Linked DNA regions of Mus musculus: region 2 is linked to region 1. Evidence: chromatin contacts called from public HiChIP or PLAC-seq data. All regions are on one chromosome and are shown on one strand. The core of a region is the stretch at or near the end of the contact, and the rest is flanking DNA. Distances in the headings are between cores, read along the strand shown.

Region 1 (4,303 bases), core at 752-3,251:
AAATAGAACTATACAAATTGTAGCTACCTAATAACACTAATCTTAGTTTTCATGCGTGATTCACAAGGAGAAGTGGAGACCCCCAAAAGTGAAACCATTGTGTCCTGTAATAAGTTTATGTCGGGGCTAAGCTAGAGCCCAGGTTTTGATTATTCAATATAGTACTTTTTCCATTGTTATGATGTCTAAGAGGATGTTTGAGGTACTGCTTAGGAAACCAGGTTTTTATTTATTTTGTTGAGAAAGGACTATAGAAAGACAAACTTGTGCTAGAAGGACAGATTTGGGGGAAAAGAAAGGTCCAAGCAGTTACTTAGCTCTTCCTTAAAATATTTGGAAGATTAAAAATGCAGATTGAAGAGTTGGTCATATTTAGCATTCTCTGTGTATGAAGGGAAAGAACTGTTATGGTGATACAGTCCTGACTTATGAGGTAATAAAGGCATAAATTCTGAGTTGTGGAGTTCCAGGGTATACCGCAGATCACAACAGGCCAGGACTTGTTGCTTTTAATTCCTTTCTGCTTTTGGAGAGTGCCGAATTTGTTTAACATGAGGATGAAAAGTGTTGGAAGACGTCTTTCTCTATGTCAGTAGTGGACCTTCCCAACTGTAAGTAGTGAGCTGAGTTGTGTGAGGAAACTTTGACTCCTTAGTTGAAGCCCTGTGTCATTCCTGCTGAGCTCTTGGTACAGTCCTAAGTAGTATGGGACAGGATAAGTTTGCTTGTTTACTTATTTGAATAATTAAATAAAATTGCAGGTACTGAATAACTGCCATCTTAATGGTTTTGGCAATTGTGATTTATAAGCAGCACTTAAAGTGCAAAAAAAGTTTTTTTCCTTTGTTTAGCTGGCTTAGATGTAGGGTTCAGGGCTGATGAGATGACTAAGTTGTTAAAAGTGCTTGCTGTGCAAAGCTGGTGACCTGTTTCAACCCCTAAAACCCAGATAAAGTTAGAAAGTGCACTAGCTCTGGTTATTCTCTGACCTCCACATGCTCACCAGGCTCCCAGTAGCAACTTATAGTAACTAAAGCTTTGTTTGTTGTTTTGTTGTTTAAAGAGGGTGGGATTTAACAGTCCCAGGGGTATACTTTATATTTCTGTGGCAGATGTAAAGCAGTAGTGAGGAGGGGCAAAACAGAGAGGGCTGCTGGCTTAGTATTTTAAGACAGAAGTTACAATTTGTATATTTTGGGGAGTGGCTCAGTAAAGTAAGTGTTTGCTATGAAAGCATGAGGATCCAAGTGTGACTCCCCAGAACTCACATTCCCCGGGCAGTTACAGCTCTCCAGAGACAGACAGAGACAGAGGCAGGAGGATCCCTGGGCTTTGATCCTGTCTTAAAAAATTATGTGAACAATTAGGGAAGACGCCAAACATTGACTTATAACCTCCACTTGCATGCACACACTGTACACTTGTAGCACACACGTTCTTCATGTGCTTTCATGTTCAAGTTGTTGACTGCACTGTTAACCTTTTACTGTATTTATAACCCTGTTAGGAAAACAGGAACAAATAGTGGTATCCTGGTTTAAAAGACTGAGAAATTTCTGATATGTGAAACTCTGAGGTGTTGTCTGTGATTATATTGGCCAAATAAATGTATGATACACAGTTTATCAAAATTCCCAAGGGGTTTTAGCTTTTTCATTCTCTCCCGAAGCATGTGGATAGAAAACAGAGTGTGTAATATCTTGAGTCTTCAAGATTGTTGATAGTTTAGTTTGTTTAAGATTAGAAACATTGAACATTTTGTATGTTAAGTTCAAAAAGCTTTGACTAAACCCAACCCAGGATCATTTTCTAAGCTAGCTTCCAATTGTGATTGGGTGTGAAAACTGACTCAAATTTAGAAGGGAGTGTGTTTTAACTCTAAACCACGGTGGCAGTGCCTCTGGGGTAGAGTTAGAGGCCATTTTATAGCTTTAGAGATGTGAAATCTGCAGAACAGTAAGAGGTTGTTATACTTGAAAAATTCAAGATTTGGGGAAATATAAATGACCTCTTTGCTGATGTAATCTCTGAGGTTCCTCTTTATGTATAGATTTAACTGAACCAGCTCTTTGGAACATGAAATTTTTAACTGTTTGTTCACTGAATTCTACAGTCAGTTCTTTTTCTTCACAATAAAGGACATGTGTTTGAATGACCGTACCTTTTTCATTCTAGTCTATAGATTTTTTTTCTACACTCCATTTTTTCTAAACTCCATGGGTTTATTCAAAGCTTTTTGAACTCAACATACAAAAAGTTTAGTGTTAAAGTACCAACAATCTTAAAGACTCAAGCTATTACACACTATGTTATAGGAGAGAATACAAAAGCTAAAACTTCTTAGGAATTTTGATAGCTTGGGGCTGAAAGATAGCTTCAGTGGGTAAAGTGCTTGCTGCATAATCATGAGGACCTGAATTTGGAACCCTTGTACCCACATAAAAAGCTGGGTGTGATAGTGTGGGCCTGTAACCCTAACAATGGGAGATGGAGACAGAAGATCCTGTGGCTTGGAGCTGCCAATTCTAGCCAGTCCGTGAGCTCTAGGTTTAGTTTAGTAAGACACATCCTGCCTCAAAAAGTGAAGTTATAGAAGACAAGACTCAGTGTTGGCCTCTGACCTCCACACATGCTTATGTGGACATACACACTCATGCATAGATTACACACATACATACGAATCCCCCAAAGTAATATTTGTTTTCCTCATCCTCCTCTTGTAGGATCTGTAGCCCATACTGGCTTTGTGATTCCCTCTGCCTCAGAATCCCATCCACATACACAAGTTGCTTAAGTATTTCACAAACAACTTTAGCATTTGTGGGGATGGAAGAAAGAACAAGACTGGCCAGGAGAGGGGAAAGAGTTGTGATAATGTCCTGAAGACTTTCCTGGGATCTGCCAAGCTAATTCAGAGTCAAGCACATTTCTCTAGCTTCTTTACTGTAGAGACTGTGGCTTCCAGGAACTGTGCATATAGAGGACTCATTGATACTCTAATAGATGTTGAAATATTTTCTTCATACAGTTTTTCAATCCTTTGCCCTTTTCTTTTTTTGACCTGCCTTCCTTTTTTAAACTGCTGTTGTTCTCTCTTTCCTATTTAACTTTCCTTACATGTGAATATTTTTTAGGACGGAGTCCTAGGATTTCTGGAAGAACATCCCCTGCTTGTAGCTGGACAAGATACTGTGAGGTGTCATTATTGAAAGTAATATCATCTCACATTTATCTGTATAGCACCTTGAACAAAAGCAGCATTTCATGTCATTCATTCAGGAGGCTACCCAGAAGCATCCTTTAGGCTCCATCTTATGCAAAAGCTGGTTTGAACTTCAAATTATGTCTATATGAGAACTCTTTGAAAACATAATCATAGTATCTCTGGAGCATTAATGGTCATCATCTTCAGCTCAAATAACTATTCCTGCTCCAGGTCAGGATGCTGCTGACCTTTCATAATAAGAAAAGCTAATACTGTATACTTAGTGTATACCAGGCAGCATTTGTTTCTCTCCTCTTCTTTAGTCTTCACAAGTGTATGGAGTTGTTGTTGTTGTTATTATTTATTATTATTATATCATCTACTAGTCAGGTGAGAAAATGGAGGTTTTGTGGGATTAAACGACTGACCTAGTGTGGCTGAGTTAACTGTTGGGGCCAGATTGTCACCTAGGCACTCTGGCACCATGCTGCTGTGTTCAGCACAGGATAAGTGAAAGGCTTTTGAAGAGTTAGAGAAAATGGATTCTAATCTTGTCCTGTCAGTAAGTTTACCACAAGCTTAACTAGTCCATTTTTCACCTCTGGGCCCTAGTTTCCTTTAGTGCCAGATAAAGTAAAATTAAGACAGTAATTTTAAAGGTTCCTTTATAGTTAGTTCTGCGGCTGCTGTTCTTGGTGATCACCTCTTGGTACTGACATCTCCAATACACTGGGGTGTTCCACTCCAACTAGGCTTCACCAATAGCCTCTCATAGGCTCTTTTCATGGTGCCAAGCCTCAAATCCTTTGCATGACCCCTTCAGTCCTGAGCCATCAACTACAGCTGAGGCTACACCTTCACCAATGGCCTTCCATGACTTCTCACAGTGTCAAGCCTCAGCTGTTCTTCATGACACCTTCATGCCTTCAAAACCAGTACCACCTGGGTGACTCTTATACATTACCAAGTCCAGCTGCAGCACGAGGTACAACCTTGGCTATCTCTGGAATGCAACTTCTTTGTGCTCCCAGAAAACACTTCCCAGAAGATTTCACCTCAGTGATGCTGGTCTCTTCTTAACCACTGCTAATTTTTTAG
Region 2 (4,303 bases), core at 583-3,082, 910 kb after region 1:
TGACTTTGGAATGGGCAAGGAAATGACTGTGTACTGAGTGGCAGGCACTTAAGATCTGGCATGTTTTGTCAGCCTGCTCTGTGGGTCAGTGTTATACCTGTCTGCAGAACTGAGACTTGAAGGCATAATGACTGTTTCTGTTACACAGCTCCAGGCTCTGGTAGGGGGTTCCATCTAGATCTGTCTGTCTATCAAGATTTCCTCTGTTCATGGCCACCTTACAGTGCTCATGAAGATTTTTGTCAGGACAATTAGTCATTTGGAAGACTATTAGCCTCAGGGAAAATTAAGCTCTGATCATATCTTAGTGTTAGTGACTTCAAATAGAAACGTCTAACATCTGACTCCTTTTCATTTCCATTCTGTCAATGAGTGTTATTTCTCTGCTGCATTTATCACTTCCCAAAAGTATTTCTAGCCTCCCTCATTGCCTCCATCTTTACTACAATCAGTGCTTATTAATCAACTATAATTAGTTAATAGTGATAAGTTCAAAGACTATATTAATCAAACTGCTCTCATCCCTAAGTAATTTACAGTTACCGTCTGGGGATGTAGCTGAGATAGGAGAGTGCTTTCTGAGCATGCAGAAAGCCCTGGGCTTGTGTGCACGTAGTGGGTGTGCAGCGCATGTAAGTGGAGGCAGCAGGATCTCAAGTTCAAGGTCTTCCTCAGCTACATAGTAAATTTGAGGCCAGCTGTGTGAAAAATATTACAGTTCCTGAAAATGAGGATAAACACATACAATAAGGTGTAATTTTTTTCCTGTGGTATTTGATGAATGCAGAAGAGGAGGGCATGACCCAAGTGTAAGGATGTGGGGAAGGTACATTTGGAAAGCTTTCCTTAGACCTTGGAGAACATTTTGTGGTAAAGGCCCCTGGGAAAGAAGCCTTTTAAGCCTCATTCAAGACACTCAAGGTCATTGTAGTTGATTTGCACAGATCTCAGGTGGGACAGCAAGTTCTGAAAAGAGTCATTAAGTCACCTAGTGAGCACTAGTAAGCAGGAGCATTAGGAAGGCCAGCAAGTATATTACACAGGTAGCATTCAGCCAAGTTGGCGGTCTGGGGCCATCTGTGGTAATGATACTTAGAAGCAGGGATGGCAGTTTTGTGGTGGTTAGTAATGACAGTAGCTGGACTGGTTGCAGCCGTGGTGGCTGCAGGGACATAGGCTCTCTGGACTGCCCAGACAGGGGTTTCAGGTATGATGTGCTTGGAAGTCTAGAGTTAGGGTGGGTAGGGGTGGGGCACTGAAGATGACTCCCATAGTTGCCACTTAGCAGTATGAGCAATTTGTTCTCATGGGCCGCTGCCAATGCACAAAGATAGAGGAGGAAAAGGGAAGGTGCTAAGGAGTGGAAAGAGAAAGAATTGACCAAGAGACCTATGAGCCTGATTGATTGTAAGTCTGATTGTGGGTGTGTCTAGTACACAGAATCGTAGCAGACAGCCAGTTGCACGGTTAGCATGGGAGATGAGTTTCCAGAGACAGGAGGTTCAGCAGGACTCTTAAGTCCCAGTGGCTCCCAATGGCTGGAAACTGTTGGAGGAGGAGGAGGAGGAGGAGGAGGAGGAGGAGGAGATTACTGATATTACTGGGAAAGTACTAAGTCAGAATGTGGGTGGGTTCCTCCTCTGAGTGTCCAGATCATCTGACAGCCACAAGACTCCAGGGCACAAGGAATAAATACCAACGTGCCTAGGAAATGACAGGGTGCTGTGGTAGGAGAGACTCAAGATTCCACAGCTAGATGGCCTGAGTCACAGAAGGCAAGCATGGGTCAGCTGGGGAGATATCAGAAGCAGCACCAAGTCTCAACTCCAGCCTGAGAGCCGCTTCCTCTCAGAGCTCCATGTAGGGGAAGTAGCATTCTTCTGGAAAGAACAGGGCTACAGTTAAGGAGGAAGTGAAAAGAGCTGGTGGTATCAGGCGTTAAGTAGCCATGAAAGGATGTGCAGAGGTGGCTGATGTGTAGTGCGGGTGGGTCATGGAGAGGAGCGCCTTATAGGAAGGGAGTGTAGCATGAAAGGGCCAGAGGGGCTTTTATGATTGTTTGACCATGACATTGCCGGGGAGATAGACCAGCAATACCTAATGTTGGATCTTAATGTGTGCTCAAGAGTGTATGATGTGGCGACTTAGCATATTGCTAACGACTGTTTTTCCAGTCCAGAGTGACGAGATGATCCATCAATAAATATATAAGGATAACTAGTTGTCCATTGGAAAAAGTAAACGCTACCTGTTGCCATATATAAATTCCAGATAGAGTAAATATCTAAAGACCAAAATCTAAGATAAAAGCATTAAAGGGAATTTGCAATTCTAAGCCTTTCTAAGCAATAGGGAAAAAAATAAAGAAAAAACTATTATATTTGCTATATGAAAACTAAAAAATTGTAAAATTAGCCAGGCGGTGGTGGCGCACACCTTTAATCCCAGCACTTGGGAGGCAGAGGCAGGTGGATTTTTGAGTTCGAAGCCAGCCTGGTCTACAAAGTGAGTTCCAGGAAAGCCAGGGCTACACAGAGAAACCCTGTCTCGAAAAACCAAAAAAAAAAAAAAAAAAAAAGAAAAGAAAAGAAAAGAAAAGAAAAAAAAAGAAATTGTAAAATTAAAGATCAAGAGGACATGTGACTTGTATCTGTAGTCCCACATTTAGGAGGCTGAGACAGGAAAATTACCCAAGTCTGAAGCCAGTCTAGGATAACATGAGATACCTTGTTTGAAAACATCAGCCCCTGAAAAACAACATAAAAAGAAAAAGTGGACAAGATAGGCCAAATATTTGCATCTTAAAAAGATAAGGCTAATTCCTTGGGATTCCATCCGTGGTAGAAAGAGCACTAGACTCAAATAAAGCAGGCAAGGCTGAAAATCTAAACAGCTTCATAAAGCAATAAAAGAAAATTAACTAGGACTGGCGAGATGGCTCAGAGGTTTAAAAGCACTGATGCTCTTCCAGAGGTCCTGAGTTCAATTCCCAGAAACCACATGGTGGCTCACAACCATCTGTAACAGGATCCGATGCCATCTTCTGGTGTGTCTGAAGACAGCAACAGTGTACTCACATACATGAAGTAAATAAATAATCTTAAAAAAAAGAAAGACAGATAGACAGACAGAAAGAAAAGGAAAAGCAACTAGCCAGGCATGGTGGTACACTGAAAAATTACTAAATAGCATACAAAGAATATGGCTAGTGATTGAACAATGCTTAGAATTAGTTGTTAATGTGGAAATGCTTTTGTTTGAATGGCCATTGTTTTTAAAGATTTATTTAATGTATATGAGTACATTGTTGCTGTTCTCAGGCACACCAGAAGAGTTTGTTGGCTAAAGTTCTCTCCTGGGATCAAGAATTTGGGGGAGATGTTCTTTTTCTGGTCGTGATGACATTGAAAGGGACAGGTCAGATTTTTAATGCATGCAGAAAAATGGAAAATCTGATTTTTACCACAAATACTGGGCTGCGGGAAAGTGCTCCTGAGCATTGGTTTCTTCATAGGGTGGGTGTGCACCTCTGGAGTGTTAGTCCCGTCTGGAAGGTGAAGTTTCTTGGGTCAGCCTGGTGGAGATCAACATCAAGGAAGTTCCTGGCTCAGGGCAGTCGGCTTCTGAGACAGCTGTTGGATAGGAGGCTGGAGAGATGGCTCCTTGCTCTTGCAGCCGCCCCAGGTTCAGTTCCCAGCACCTCCATTGTGGCTATTCACAGTCTGTGACTCCACTTCCAGGGAACCTAACACCCTCCTCTAACGTCCATGTGTACCAAGCATGCACATGACACACAGACATACATGCAAGCAAAATGCTCACGTACCTAAAAATAAATGTAAAAGCAAAAGTTGTATGGAGTGGCCCTGCCCACCCTCGTCCCACCCGCATAAGTTCCATGTTGCAGAAGGCCTCTCTGCGAACACAGGCCATACTTCCAGATCATACGCAGGAGGCTTTTCTGATACTAAGCCTTCTGACCTCTCGCGAGGCAGTTGTGCTGTGTCTGTCTTAGCTCAGCACAGGGCTTAGGAATCGCATGTCTCTCCCACTACACTGTGAGCTCCTCAAGGCAGGGACCAGGGCAGGCTGTTCCTTTAACTGCCCCAGCACTGAGATCAGTTGGTGACGCACACTGAGTGCTCCATGTGTCTTAGTGGGAGGCCAGAGTGTGATGAGTGGACAGGAGGGTGAGGGAGAACAGTGCTCATAGAACAGACCCTGTCAGTTTAGAATGCCAGAGCCTACAGGGCGGGGTAGGCAGTAAGGAGTGGGGAGGTGTCCTCAAGGGGCCAAACCAAAT

What was found. HiChIP or PLAC-seq counts read pairs in DNA pulled down with a chosen protein or histone mark.
Region 2: an H3K4me3 HiChIP or PLAC-seq map of bone marrow-derived macrophages shows a contact between it and region 1, with 3 times the contacts expected there. The contact joins two enhancer-like sites. A contact is called at or near these places in 2 of 39 promoter capture datasets (frontonasal cranial neural crest and pre-B cells), 2 of 115 datasets of contacts at active chromatin or transcription factors (both in bone marrow-derived macrophages) and 1 of 9 other capture datasets (embryonic stem cells).

Annotation. Positions count from the first base shown.
Region 1 is chr9:58,628,645-58,632,947 of GRCm38.p6, forward strand. The region is part of intron 4 of Nptn (neuroplastin); the gene reads left to right. Among named protein-coding and RNA genes, the nearest start is that of Nptn, 49 kb to the left of the region's middle. Within about 2 kb of position 2,002, at least 9 of the 459 cell types and tissues checked have an H3K27ac peak or open chromatin away from gene starts, as enhancers often do. A contact at or near this core is called in bone marrow-derived macrophages, where this site is marked.
Region 2 is chr9:59,543,114-59,547,416 of GRCm38.p6, forward strand. All of the region lies in intron 1 of Hexa (hexosaminidase A), which reads left to right. Among named protein-coding and RNA genes, the nearest start is that of Hexa, 5.7 kb to the left of the region's middle. Within about 2 kb of position 1,833, at least 85 of the 459 cell types and tissues checked have an H3K27ac peak or open chromatin away from gene starts, as enhancers often do. A contact at or near this core is called in bone marrow-derived macrophages, where this site is marked.